Regions from separate parts of the Mus musculus genome. Here regions 1, 2 and 3 are each linked to region 4. The links are chromatin contacts, called in public HiChIP or PLAC-seq and promoter capture Hi-C maps. All regions are on one chromosome and are shown on one strand. The core of a region is the stretch at or near the end of the contact, and the rest is flanking DNA. Distances in the headings are between cores, read along the strand shown. Region 1 holds the start of Eral1 (Era (G-protein)-like 1 (E. coli)). Region 2 holds the start of Pigs (phosphatidylinositol glycan anchor biosynthesis, class S). Region 3 holds the start of 2610507B11Rik (RIKEN cDNA 2610507B11 gene). Region 4 holds the start of Abhd15 (abhydrolase domain containing 15).

Region 1 (3,430 bases), core at 104-2,603, 570 kb after region 4:
CCTGGTCTAGAGTGAAACTCTGTCTCAATGTCACCCTGAAAGAAGCATGGACTACAGTCTGGTAGGAGACTAGGCACTGTTACTTGCAATGCAGTATCATAAGGAGAGATTGAAACATTTTGCAGTACCTTCATAGCAGCATAGGGTACCACAGTCAGAGCTGAAATTTTTCTCCAGATCTTCCACCTCCACCTCCTCAGTGTAGGGACTACAGGCATGCACCATAAGGCCTGACTTAATTTAGGATTAAACCAAGTAGATAGGGCTCAAGATCCACGTATTGGGTCTATACTGCTTGATGAGGACTTGAGGACCTGGTAATGGCTTGGCAGAAGCCAACCCATTCTTAACTTTGAGAATAGTTTGGCATTTGAGCTTACTTGATCATTAGGTTACCTAAACTCTCTAAGTCTCTTGTTTTTTTTTTTTTTCATATGTAATATGGAATCACATTAACTATTTATGAATAACTTCTTTTTCAAAATGACAACTGTATGGGAGAAAAAAAAAACACAGGCTGGGCATTGAGGACTGAGGGAGACAACTTTGCCTTGACTAATGACTGACTGTAACCAACAGAGGGTCTAGGTTCTTCACATTCCTAAAACTCTTTATGTTGCTATATTTATTTATTTGTGTGTCAGTGGGAGCTTATGGTAGTTAGGGCAAAACTGTCTGGGTCTCAGTTTCCACCATATGAGTTCCAAGGACTGAACTCAGGTTGTCAAGCAACAAGAGCCTTCGTCTGTTTCACAGACCCTCACTTTCAAACTCTTTGACAGCCTTCTCCACTCGCCTCTCCTTGGGCTCAGGTTTATTTTTTATTAAATGAGAAGTTAAACTGCTATTTCTAGAGGCAGAGGGATTTTACTTACGATACATGATTTCCACTGCTAAAACCATCAGAGGCCGGTCATGGCCAACACCTGTAATCCCAACACTTAAGAGGCTGCAGCGGGAAGATCCGAATTCCAAGCTGGTTTGGGCTACACATCAAAACATGTCATAGAACCAAACACCTGTAACTAACATAGCTGGACCCTTTACCTCTGTGCACCGACACCGCGGGGACGCTCGGAACCAACGAACTGTCAGGCTGAGAAAATCCAAGGATACGGTCCAAGGCGGAGTCCTGACCATAACGACTAGAGGCCGAGGCCAGGAGGGGACCAGAGAAAGTGGAGCCCACGACACAGGACACGCACCTCGCCTGGTTACCTAGAAGACAGCCGGGCGGAGCAAGCCATTCCCTCCCTGCATGCGAACCCACCTGTCGGGCCCCTAACAAGGCCCGAACGAGCCCAGCGCAGTACCGCCTGGGGGCAGCCATTTTGCCGCAATGCACCCTGGTACCGATCAGAAGCGCGACGCGATTGGACCGAGAAGCCCACGGACCAACGAGTGGAAGAAAGCTAGATCGGCCCAAACAGAATCTCCATTCTACAACAAGGGATACCCTAGGAGGCGGAGGGAAAGACGGTATCCAAAGGCTAAGGAAAGGCAAAATTGTGCTGTGTTTCCTGCCTGAGTATAACAGTCGTCTTGGACTCCCAAACACATCATTTCTCCTCCTGCCAAAGTTGTGTAAAGAGCTTTTAAACCATGTCTTCCTAATGACATTCCTCGGGACACCATACCGCAGAAGCTCCTCTTAGCGGCTTAAGAGGAGAAACTCTCTTATTGCTAGGAGTGGGCGTGGGCATGGGAACGGGCTCTAAGCTTCATTTCACTAGATTTTTTTCTTTTTCTTTTTTAAGTGCTTTCTAGCCTCAACCCTGCAGGATCCTTTCTTATTTCCTCTTTTGCTGTGTTTTAGCTGGGCGTGGCAGTCTTAGGGTTACTATAGCTGTGATGAAACACCATAACCAAAAGCTACTTGGGGAAGAATGGGTTTTATTTGGCTTATATGTCTAGACTCACAATCCACTGAGGGGAGACAAGGAAGGAGCTCAAACCAAGCAGAAACCTGGAGACAGGAGTAGATGCAGAGACCGTGGAGGGGGATGCTGCTTACTGGCTTACTCCTCATGGTTTGTTCAGCCTGCTTTCTTATAGCATTTAGGAACACCAGCCCAGGTGTGGCACCACTCACAATGCCTCCCATATCAACAGTTAATTAAGAAAATGCCTACAGCCCAATCTTATGGAGGCAATTTCTCAATCGAGGTTCCGTCCTCTGAGATGACACCAGCTTGTGTCAAGTTATCATAAAACTAGTCAGCACAGGTTGCTTTGTGAAGTCTGCACCTTTTTGGTGTCTAGACCTCAGTTAAAGGGTGGTTCTGTGGTAAACATTCCTGTTGAGTAGCAGACTGTATTTACCTCTCTAAATATCAACTCCTATCTATTCTCTGAGATTAAAGCTTTTTTTTTTTTTCGAGATTAAATCTCGAGGCTCTGAGATTAAATCTTACTGAAGGAAAATGAGCAGAAGAAAAAAAAAAGCAGGTAGCTGTATGTGATGGAGCGTTCCTGTAACCCCAACATTTAGGAGGTGGAGGCCAAAGGATGAGGATATTGAGGGCCAGCCTGGGATGAATACTTGTCTTAAAAAACGGGTAAGGGGGGCTGGTGAGATGGCTCAGTGGGTAAGAGCACCCGACTGCTCTTCCGAAGGTCCAGAGTTCAAATCCCAGCAACCACATGGTGGCTCACAACCATCCGTAACGAGATCTGGTACCCTCTTCTGGAGTGTCTGAAGACAGCTACAATGTACTTACATATAATAAATAAATAAATCTTTAAAAAAAAAAAAAGATTTATTTAAAAAAAAAAAAAAAAAACGGGTAAGGGTAGGTTGAGAAACCTGGAAGATTAGATGTTGTCTTAATCCCAGCACTTAGTGGGCAGAAGAAGGATGATCTCTGCAAGTTAGAAGTCAGCTTGGTCTACCTAGTCAATTCTAGGCAAGTCAGAGATACATGGGAAGACCATGTTTGTGAATAAATAAAACAAAAATTTAAAATGGCGGGGGACATGGGTAAACTGGTGAGAACAGTTGCTGTTCAGGCTTGGTGAGTGAGTGGGTGTGGTAGTATTTTCTGGCTATACCAGAAATCTGGATACCAAAGCAAAGATTTCTGCAAGTTTGAGGACAGCCAGAGCTACATATCAATTGCCAGGCCATCAGGGTTACGTAGTGAGACTGTCCCCTACACTCAAAAGTAGATAAATTGCATACTGCAAAGTCAGCCAAAGAATACATACTAAAGACTTCGGTGTTAACAGATGGAGACAAATCCCAGGGCTGACAAAATTTTAAGGGAAATGAATCAAAGTGTCAAAGTAAATATTTGGTTTTTAAAGATTTATACTTTTTTTTGGTTTATTGTTTTTTCCAGACATGGTCTCACAGTCCTGGCCTGCCTGAAACTCATCTGCCTCTGACTCCTGATTGCTGGGACTAAAGGTGTGTGCCACCAAGCTCAGC
Region 2 (3,310 bases), core at 745-3,244, 810 kb after region 4:
CAAATAGCTATGCAGAACAGAGATATCTTTATCCAGCGCCAAGTCATCTCACATCTCACATGCCTTACATTGCTGTACCCGAGACCACAGGATGGGAGGGTAGAGATGCCCTCCCATGTTTGAAGATGGGGGGACTTTCTAGAAGTCAGAACAGAACATGTGGACCTTTTTCCTGTCTCCACCAGCCCTTACAGTTACCCTTGATGGTATAGTTTGTCCTTGGGCTCTGCTTGCTAATTTTCTCTCTTGGGATCAGGGGGACGTGAACTCCAGCCCTGACTCGTGCTCCTTATGCTCTGAGTACATAGCAAATAAATGAGAGCAAAACACAGCACACCGCTCTGTCTGTCTGTCTGTTGCACATACCAAAGTCTACCTCCATGTGTGCGACCTCTTGCTGATCCTATCTCAGAGCCCCTCTGATTGTGGTGGTGGTGGTGAGGTGAGATCTGAGTTTTCCTGAGCTTCAAGTTTTGTGGAGGAAGGGTTCACCTGGCTCACCATCCCTAGCTCAGGCTCCTACCTGCTGATTTCCAAAGCTGGAGTTGTTGTTAGAGGGCCTGGGGGTGGAGAGGAGGGTACAGGTCTTCCAGGGACTGACACATTAAAGGATCCAGCAGGATGAGAAACTCCATTTTGTGCAAGGCTCAAAGGGGACAAGCAGGGATCAGAGTGGGCCAGTTCTCCTCCATCTCTGAAGAATGTGCACTTAGGTCTTTTCCAATAAGGAAACCTTCCAAGCCTCGGGGCTACAGAGCTGAGTGTCTAGAAGCTTGCCAAGGGCTATGACCCACTTCCATGTAGAGAAGGGATTCATCGGAGGGTTCTGGACTTGTTAGAACTGATAGGGCTTTGTGGTGAATGATTACCCCTGGGCTAGAGTGTGAGGTAGGGTGACACTAGACAGATGTGCACTGGAAAAGTCATTGATGTTCTGCTCTGTGTGGCCTGACCTTATAATCAAAGCAGCTAACTCAGCAATTTCCATATGCTTCTGCCAGGCACTGTTCTTCTAACCATTATTATATGCATTAACACAGCTCTGTAAAGTAGGTACCATTGTACTTTTCATAGGAGGAAACAGGCTTCAAAGAGAGGCTGAGAGGCTATTTAGGATTCGAACAGCAGGCATTACTATATAGAGGCTGTGCTCAGGAATTTTTCAATGAAGCATCCTCAATCGCTCGAATTGGAATCGATTTTTAAATCCTAGTCTATAGTCTCGGCTAGTTGGGAGGCTGAGGTATCAGACATTAGGGACAGGATCACTTTAACCCTCTGGATCGTATAGGGAGATCTGTCTCAACATTAACTAAAATAAAATTAATCACATAGTAGCCAACCATGCTAAAAAGTTACCGTTTTGTCAGTTTTATCTTTAAGCTTTGAAGAGCTGGTGCTCTGAAGAAAAGACCTATGTTAGAAATGACATTAGGGGCTGGTGAGATGGCGCAGGGGGTAAGAGCACCCGACTGCTCTTCCAAAGGTCCGAAGTTCAAATCCCAGCAACCACATGGTGGCTCACAACCACCTGTAACAGAGATCTGATGCCCTCTTCTGGTACGTCTGAAGACAGCTACAGTGTACTCACATATAATAAATAAATAAATCTTTAAAAGAAGAAAAAAAAAAAAAAGAAATGACATTAGAAAACTTTTCGGGAGTCAGGTTCTTGATAAGCTCGACTTCATTTAAGTAAATATTCCCCTTCCGCTGAACGTGGTGGTGCATGTAATCCCCTGCATTGGAGAGGGCCCAGAGTCCGAGGCCAGCCTGGGCTACATGGAGATTATCGCCTTCTCTAAACTGGCGTTGTAGAGCTAAACAGTACCAGGTGCACTCAATGAAAAGCCAGGGTCAGATTGAAAGTGTAGCCGAGCGCGTACCCTCTCACGGGCTCCGCCTGCGCACTGGCGTGCGTCAGCAGTGTTGCTCGTGATTGGCAGCGGTCGCGCACCGTGGTCCCGCCCCCTCATTCTGGAGTTTCCGATTGGAGAAAGCTCATGAGGCCCCGCCCCATCGGCGACCTGGGCAGCCGGAAGGGACCATGGCGGCCGCAGGAGCTGCGGCCACGGACCTAGGTGCGGTGGATTTCAGGTGGAGGGCGCAGTGGGGAGGTCTCGCGGGCAGAATGTGTGGGTGGGGCGCGAGAAGCCTGACAGCTCCCTCCAGCCTGGGGTTGGGGGTCCGCCACGCGGGAGCGGCTTGCTCGGGGTTCCCGGCCGCCCGCACTCCTCCACGATCCCGGTGTGGCGGGCATCGCACCCTAGTTCCCGCGTCTTAGTCGGCCCTCTGTGCCCTCAGAGGTGGTCCGGGGCAAGCGTTCCGCGCTTTTCTTCGCCGCGGTGGCCATCCTTCTGGGACTGCCGCTCTGGTGGAAGACGACGGAGACTTACCGGGCCCCATTGCCTTACTCAGACATCAGTGGGCTGAATGCTCTGCTGGTGAGACTGGGTGGGGAGAACCGGGGCTGGGGGACCGGGGGGCAGCCCAGCTGTAAGGTGCAGACATTGCTAAAGACCCCGATGCCCCTCATCCCTCGCGCAGCTCCGGCTCATGGTGCCAGTCACAGTTGTGTTTACTCGGGACTCTGTGCCCCTGGACGACCAAGAGAAGCTACCTTTCACCGTTGTGCATGAGCGAGAGATCCCTCTGAAATGTGAGTTCCCATGAAGAGGTGTCAGGGCTGCTTTTTCCATCTGAGCCAGGCCCAAAACCCAGAGTTGGAATGCATAGGAGGGGCGAGGGCGACTCATAACTTACTTTAAAATGTTTTATTACATTTACTTAGTGTGCGCGCGCACATGTATGTTTGTGTGGATGTCTGTGCTGTGGAGCATCTTGTGGAGGTCAGAGGATCACTTGCGAAAGTCATTTCTCCTCCCACCATATGGGTCCTGGTCTTGGGGATCCAACTCAGGTCATCAGGCTTGGTATCAAGAGCCATCCGCCTGCTTCCCCCAAATCCTAAGAAAAGAGATCTCCTTTGGAATGTTCACTTGGGGGTTTGTGTTAGTCTAAAGTACAGTGCCTGTCCTTATGACAGTGATTTATGTCATACGGTAAATTATGCCACCTTATCCTTAGCAATTGATACCCATCAGTGCATAGGGAAAGCAGGTTGTAGCTGAAAGAAAACGGGAGTTTGAAGTTACATCGGATGTGTATTCAGACCTTTGTCATTTTAACATCACACACTGTATTGTTAGGCACTTTGTTAGGTACCAAGAACTTGAGGGTGAATAATAAATTGGTAATATTTTAAAGATGTTTATAGTTAACATCAGAAAGAAAGAAACTAGCAAAATAC
Region 3 (3,450 bases), core at 273-2,772, 750 kb after region 4:
CCCCCAAAAGATGAATTCCAGTATGGAAATGTGTTGTGATGCCTCATTGACTTGAATTGAGTTCTTAGATCCTACCTGAACACTGAGAAACCACACTTGAACAAAAAGCTACAGATTTTGAAGATGAACCGGTGTGTGTAGTTTAGAGGATAGTTTGTGGATTTTGAGGATGGAAATCAATTCCTCGGGCCAGCAAGTGCCTTTACCTATAGATCCATCTCACAGGCCTTGAAGTTGTTATTTGAAGAGGCCAATCAAAAAAATCTGGAAGAATTATATGCAGATTAGGATCTGAGAACCAAGAACACAAAATACTTCATAATACCTTGGAACCATCTGGATTTCTTTATCTGGTACTGTGTTTATCTGGTACTGTGTTAGTAAGTCATTAGTCAGACACTGACTCATGAGAATAAGCATAACAGACCTTATCTACTTCCTTCATTTAACAATGAAGAATGCAAAATTCACTCTGGCTTGATTTGACCTTGAACTCTGTATTTCATGTAATTAAAATTGCTTCCCAGATAATCTGTAAAGGGTAAAACAATATTCACTATTTCTATATTTCACCCTGTTCTGGGTGGTGCTATACACAATCGCACAAACCTAAAAATACAGAATGGCTCTCCCCATGAAGGATGTTAGAAGATACTATCTGGCCCAGGCATGGTGACACATGCCTTTAATCCTAGCACTTGGGAGGCAGAGGCAGGCAGATTTCTGAGTTCGAGGCCAGCCTGGTCTACAGAGGGCTACACAGAGAAACCCTGTCTCAAAAAAAAAAAAAAAAAAAAAAAAAAGATAAGAAGATACTATCTGGAACAGTATTCAGACAGTAAACAAAGTTGGTTTCCTTGTGGGGTGAGATGATAGATAGCTGAGGTCTTTGAATTACCTCTTAATTTTCTCTGTAATCTTTTCAGACAGGATCACTTATGACCTACAGACACATAACTTTTGTTGTTGTTGTTTTGTTTTTTTGAGACAGGGTTTCTCTTTATAGCCCTAGCTGTCCTGGAACTCACTTTGTAGACCAGGCTGGCCTCAAACTCAGAAATCCGCCTGCCTCTGCCTCCTGAGTGCTGGGATTAAAGGCCTGCACCACCACGCCCGGCACCAGCCAGGCCGGCTCTTAATGGCCTAGGGAATGCGTTTTGGAAGTGGAACCTCAAAGTGGTAGAAACGACCCATCCTGGTCACCGCCCGGCGAGCTCGTGCGGACTCCGATCCCCCGCCCTCAGCGCGAACCCGGAGCTCCGCGGCGTGCCGCGCAGGCTGCGCTCTAGGTGTAGCGCGCAGGACCGCGCGTTCGCGGTCCGCCCCGCCCTCCCTCTCCAGAGCCACGCCTCCACTCCGCGCAAGCCGCTGGTCGGCCCTCAGGGCTCGCGCACGCGCGCGCGGGTTGGGGCGGGTCGGGGCGGGTCGGGGCGGGTCGTGGAGGGAGCCAGCCGGCTGGTCCACGAGCCGCCGGGGCGGGGACACGCGCGCGCGCACTAACGCTTCCTCGCCGTGCGTGTGCGTGCGCGGCCGAAGCCCGCCGCGGCGCTGTGCGGTTCCGGCGTCAGGGCCCGGCATGGCGGGGGTCGGGGCCAGGCCGGGCCGGACCCGGACCTAAATGCCTCTATTTCTCTCCGCGCTGTTGGTCTTGCTGCTGGTTGCGCTTAGCGCACTCTTCCTAGGCCGGTGAGGGGATTCTAGCCACAGGGTCGGGGGGGTCGAGGAAGACCGGCTGGAGGAGGCGCGGGTTGGTCGGGCGCCTTAGGCGGAGGGGGCGCGAGCAGGAGGGGGCGCTCAGCCGAGGCGAGGGGAAGCGAGGTGGGGGCAGGGGCGCTGAAGCATCTGGCTGGACCCGAAGCAATGTCCAGTCCGGGAACCGAATGTTTGCGTGTGAGGGAGGGGGCCTCCCTCGGTGGTCTCCCTTTCCTGCCCCGTTCGCCTCCGTGTCCTCTTCCCAGATTGCGAAGGGCACCTGCAGCCGCGCCCTGCAGAGAGGTCGGGAGGACTGGCTGGCTAGAGCAGAGCGGTGTTTGAGCAGTTCCGAGAGTGACCTCTGCCTTCTCGGAAACGGCTGCAGGGTGGGGACGCAGACAGGGACCCTCTAAGGAGTGTGCGATGACGTATTTAACACGACTGCCTTCACTTTGCCTTTTGAGGACCTCTTTTTACTTTGGGTTCCTAAAGATTTGAGGGTTTCTTTGTTTATTCTTTCTTTCTTTCTTTTTTTTTTTTTTTTTTTTTTTTTTTGACCTCTTTTAGAGGGTGAGTTTCGTTTGCCTAGTTTTGTTTGAATTTAGGGGCCCGTAGTTCTGGTTGTTGTGCCTAAATGAGTATGACTAGAGAAATATTTTAGGAAAATCGTAAAGTTCCTAAGAAAAATCCGGCTTCAGGATACCACCCCTTGCAAGGCCTTTCTAGAATCAAAAAGGGTAGAGGGTCTTATAATCCAACTGTTTTTTTTCTGCAGGTGGCTTGTGGTCCGGTTGGCCACCAGGTGGTGTCAGCGCAAGTTGCAGGCAGAGCTAAAGATTGGCTCCTTCCGATTTTTTTGGATCCAGAATGTCAGTCTTAAGTTTCAGCAGCACCAGCAGACGGTGGTGAGTTCCGGGAATTGCAGAGAGAAAGAGAGAGAGAGAGAGAGAGGAGAAGGGCGGGAGTGTGTGGTGTGTGTGTTGGTTTGGAGGGGGTTTCAAACTTTAGCTTCCTCCATGGGTAGTTTTCCTAGTTAACTCCACCCTTGTTGTTGTTGTTTTTGTTGTTGTTATTATTATTATTGTCAAGAGGATCTTAGGAGCTACTTGGAGGACTCTGCAATAGATGCCAGTTGTTTCAAGTGTTTATGGGACTAGATCTGGTGGTATAAACCTGTAATTCTTGTTTCTCAAGAGGCCGAAGCAAGAGAATTATAAATTCAAGCTCTGCCTAGGCAACTTAGTGAGTGCTTCTCTCAAAATTAAAATGAGCTGGAATAGTGGTTCAGTGGTAGAGCCTGGTATCTGCTGGGTCCTCTTTAGTATCTAGTACCAAACTAATGACACAGAGTATCCAGGGTATGGAAGAAAGATATGGAAGTAAACAGAGAAAGATTACAGGAAACAGCAAACTCACTGTTCTAATTTAAGAGAGGAAATAGGGTGGCAACTTGTTCATAAAAAGAGAACTGCTAAGCAAATTCAGCTAACATCATCATGAGGAGCAGGATAGCCACGTTGATCAGAGAAACCAGGGAAAGAGGATTTGTCGGGAGGACCAATAGAACTCCCTTCTCCTGGGACTCAGGACCTTTGCTGGTTCATAAACCTGCCCATCATTGATTTCCTAGCAACCAGGTACACGGCTGTCTTTACTGTCATTTTAGGAAATTGACAACTTGTGGATTTCCAGCAAACTCCTTAGCCATGATCTGCCGTGAGTACTCTGTGTCCTTACTCTGCCCTTGAGGAATATTTT
Region 4 (3,533 bases), core at 901-3,400:
TGTGGGTCCAAGGCGAAGAGCTGGGCGTTGGCCTCTGCGAGGGCCCCGCCCTTTCGGTTCTAGGAGTAGAGGCGCGGACGGATGGAGGGGCCTCCGAATCCCCTCGCGCGCGCCACTCTTTCCAGGACAAAGTTGAAGCAAAGCGCTTTGAGATTCCCCCGGCCAAGACCTTACCCGGAGCCGGTCGCCTTACCTCGCGAAGGCTCAGGAGCCCCACCAGGGCTACCAGAAGCAACCGGGGCGGAGGTGGAGGAGGATGAACCATTTCAGCTGGGCCAGCAGTCCCGCCAACCAACTAGCTGCAGCGCCACTCGCTCGCGCGCGCCCGCGACCCCGCGCCGCTCGCGCGCCCACGTAGACCGCGGCTCGCGCACTGCCTTGCTCCCTCCTCGCCCGGCCTCGTGCCCCGCCCCCCCTACCGCCAGGCCCGCCCCCGCCCCGCCCCGCCTCGCCTACCGCCAGGCCCGCCCCCGCCCCGCCCCGCCTACCGCCAGGCCCGCCCCTGCCCGCCTCCAGGCCGGCGCACGCGTCCTGAACCCAAAGCCGGAAAAGTTAGTCGCCAAGGATCTCCTGGTCTCCAAGCCCATGGAACCACCTCCCTCGGCCGAGATGCGTCCCGGAGCGTTTGTGCGACCATCAGAGCGCAACTGTATCGCCTGAGTAGAATCTTGGAACCCCGCAAAGGGCAGGAAGTGAGATCCTTAAGGACCGGGTGACCCAGGTGGAGACTTGTGTGCTCTTTTGGCAAACCCGCTCAACACGGAATTATGAAATCCTAGCTGTCCCAGAGAGAAGGTCCCGGCTCTAGCGCTTCACCTTCACGTTGCTCCAGTCCTGCTCTCGCTAATAATAAGAACTGAGCCCCGAGCTGTTTTGGGAGGGTCTTAGGCCCAGAAGCCTTAAGAAGCCAGAGCTTTCTTGATTCCCGCTCTCCTTTGCCCAAGGAAACACTGGTCCGAGGAGCTACAGTGCTCAGCTCGGCCTCCCTTGCAAGGGAGCGCTGCAAAGGAAATCCAGCTAAGGATTGACGCCCAATCAAAAGTTTGAAACAGGCCTGCGAGATGGCTCAGTGGGAAACGGTGCTGGCCGCCAGCCTGACGACCAGAGTTTAATCTGTGGACCTAAGTGATTGAAGGAGGGACCTGATTCCCACAGATTGTCCTCTGACCTAGACACACACACATACACACACCCCTAAACAAATCTTTTTAGGTTTGAAATACATCAAAAAATAGTTATTTCAGGCCTCTCCCATGTGCCCGGACTTATTTCACCCACCCCTGCAGAAATGACCAGATGTTGATCTGACCTAAAGAACCACACTTCTCTCTACCAAAGCCCCACCGCGGGGCTAAGCATCCCTTAATCCTCTCCCTCAACATATTCGGCCAGACTCGAGCCTCTTTCCTTTCCTACAGTCCTTCTTGATAAGTAGTGGAGACGCCTAACTCTTGGAAAGCGTCCTTGGGGGTGGGCTGGGAAGGCCACAAGTGTCTACCGGCTAGTGCCCGGATGCCCTCCAGAGAAACGACAGCCACCTCCCTCAAACTCGTGGTCAGGGTCAGATGCTTCAGTCTGCCTCTGGCCAGGTGCAGAGTCCCAGCCCTACTGAGTTATCGCCCAGTTGCTGGTCCTGGCTGGGCGGCAGGGCCAGGCGAAGGAGAGAGAGATAACACGTCTCTAGCTGCAAAGGCAGCAGCGAGTGGGGAAAGTGAAGCCAGCGAGGGATCAGCGCTTTGCTCCCTTCTTGCTTTTTTGCTACTCCTCAATAGCGGATCCTGAGGGTGCAGTGACCCAGGGTCTCCCCTGGAGCCAGACTTCATTGAGGGCAAGGGTAGAAGCAGGCACCTCCCGTTCACCCAGGCCTCCAGCCTCACCCCCTCCCCAATCCTTTCCTAGCACTCCTTGTTCCGCTCTCTCTGGTTGGCCCTCAGGTCCTCGCTCCCGCTTTGTGGCCCGGCTCTCTTTCACCCTCTGCTCCAGCTTGTCGCAATCGCTGTACAAAGGGCTGGGGGCGGGAGTGGGGGGGCGGGCGAGGGGAGCTCGACCCGAACTGGCTGTCTCCTCCTGACCACGACCAATCCGGAGCGCGCGCGCCCTCCTGCTTGGGAGGACTCTTGACAGCCACGGGCGGCCGGGCGGAGCCGCGCGGACAGAACGAGGAGCCCGACGAGAGGACAGCTCCGCTCCCCGCAGCCCAGTGCCTCCCTCCGGGGACTGTCCTGCCAGGCCATGCCTCCGTGGGCGGCCGCTCTAGCGCTGCTACTGGCGGCGCTCGCCTTGCTCCTCCTGCGACCCTGGAAGCGCGCTGTCGGAGCGCGAACCTCAGTCCGGGACCACGAGGAGCAGGAGGTGGCGAGCGGAGGCCCCGCGGATCAGTTCAGCGACCGGCGCGAAGCGCTCCCCGGAGGCTGCAGCCTCATTTGCAAGCCGTCGGCGCTGGCCCAGTGCCTGCTGCGCGCTCTGCGACGCTCGGCGGCGCTGGAACCCAGCCCCCGCTCCTGGCTGTCGGGACCCCACCTGCAAACCTTCTGCCACTTCATCCTGCCAGTCGGGCCCGGGCCTGAGCTAGCCCGTGAGTACCTGCAGCTGGCAGATGATGGGCTGGTGGCTCTGGATTGGGTCATAGGACCTTGTGCCAGGGGCCGCCGGGTCACCAACCCTGGGAGCCTCCCTCCAGTGCTGTTGGTAATCCCCAATGCATGGGGACGCCTCACTCGCAATGTACTGGGGCTCTGCCTGCTCGCCCTGGAGCGCGGCTACTACCCGGTCATCTTCCATCGCCGCGGCCACCACGGTTGCCCGCTAGTCAGCCCCAGACTACAGCCTTTCGGGGACCCGTCCGACCTCAAGGAGGCGGTGACTTACATTCGCTTCCGACACCCGGCGGCCCCCCTGTTCGCGGTGAGCGAGGGTTCAGGGTCCGCGCTGCTGCTGTCCTACTTGGGGGAGTGTGGCTCCTCCAGCTATGTGACTGGCGCCGCCTGCATCTCGCCAGTGCTACGCTGTCGCGAGTGGTTCGAGGCTGGCTTGCCTTGGCCCTATGAACGTGGGTTCTTGCTGCACCAGAAAATCTCTCTCAGCAGGTGGGTAACGGGAACAGAAGTCTACAGCTCTGCCTGGTATGGGAACAGAGCTTTGTGGGTAGGTTGGGGCAAAGTTCTCACGAGGTTTCCAAAGCTGTTCAAACCCTATAATTGACATAGAGCCAGGAAAGTGGGTTTCAAAGCCATATTAGCCCCAGGGCCTCCGTTAGGGCCCCATCAGTTCATCTCAGTCGCAGGTGTCCTAGCAACCGGTGGTCAGCAGAGGCCTGCACCTGGCATTTACCACTTAGTCCATAGCTAGATAGGTCAACAAACAGGGCTCTGGAAGCAATTGCGGCCGATTATCTGTCCAGAATATTTACCTTCAGGCTCTGAGCCAGGAGGTGGCAGGAATGAGAGATGTACAGTCTTTGGTTTTTTTAAATCCTTCAATCTGACAGATGTTTTACATATTTCTAGGTGAGTACACAACACTTATTCCTGTGT

Evidence for each region. Promoter capture Hi-C pulls out the DNA fragments that hold promoters and counts their contacts. HiChIP or PLAC-seq counts read pairs in DNA pulled down with a chosen protein or histone mark. Capture Hi-C pulls out chosen DNA fragments and counts their contacts.
Region 1: a promoter capture Hi-C map of pancreatic islet shows a contact between it and region 4. The contact joins the promoter of Eral1 here to the promoter of Abhd15 in region 4. A contact is called at or near these places in 3 of 9 other capture datasets (adipose tissue, embryonic stem cells and pancreatic islet).
Region 2: a contact with region 4 is called in an H3K27ac HiChIP or PLAC-seq map of microglia, with 5 times the contacts expected there. The contact joins the promoter of Pigs here to the promoter of Abhd15 in region 4. A contact is called at or near these places in 3 of 39 promoter capture datasets (cranial neural crest, liver and pre-B cells), 2 of 115 datasets of contacts at active chromatin or transcription factors (microglia and pancreatic cancer cells) and 2 of 9 other capture datasets (adipose tissue and liver).
Region 3: a promoter capture Hi-C map of embryonic stem cells shows a contact between it and region 4, with 2.9 times the contacts expected there. The contact joins the promoter of 2610507B11Rik here to the promoter of Abhd15 in region 4. A contact is called at or near these places in 3 of 39 promoter capture datasets (cranial neural crest, embryonic stem cells and pre-B cells), 2 of 484 Hi-C or Micro-C datasets (both in embryonic stem cells), 1 of 115 datasets of contacts at active chromatin or transcription factors (microglia) and 1 of 9 other capture datasets (adipose tissue).

Annotation. Positions count from the first base shown.
Region 1 is chr11:78,079,030-78,082,459 of GRCm38.p6, forward strand. Eral1 (Era (G-protein)-like 1 (E. coli)) reads right to left here and starts at 1,354. Exons shown (of 10, transcript NM_022313.2): 1 at 1,048-1,354. The coding sequence starts at 1,330.
Region 2 is chr11:78,326,428-78,329,737 of GRCm38.p6, forward strand. It overlaps Pigs (phosphatidylinositol glycan anchor biosynthesis, class S), which reads left to right and starts at 1,995. Exons shown (of 12, transcript NM_201406.1): 1 at 1,995-2,081; 2 at 2,305-2,444; 3 at 2,548-2,659. The coding sequence starts at 2,048. Aldoc (aldolase C, fructose-bisphosphate) reads left to right here. Exons shown (of 9, transcript NM_001303423.1): 9 at 1-1,354.
Region 3 is chr11:78,260,232-78,263,681 of GRCm38.p6, forward strand. 2610507B11Rik (RIKEN cDNA 2610507B11 gene) reads left to right here and starts at 1,523. Exons shown (of 39, transcript NM_001002004.2): 1 at 1,523-1,686; 2 at 2,468-2,597; 3 at 3,359-3,408. The coding sequence starts at 1,619.
Region 4 is chr11:77,512,967-77,516,499 of GRCm38.p6, forward strand. It overlaps Abhd15 (abhydrolase domain containing 15), which reads left to right and starts at 2,151. Exons shown (of 2, transcript NM_026185.4): 1 at 2,151-3,086. The coding sequence starts at 2,233. It overlaps Trp53i13 (transformation related protein 53 inducible protein 13), which reads right to left and starts at 307. Exons shown (of 7, transcript NM_001024920.1): 1 at 194-307. The coding sequence starts at 265.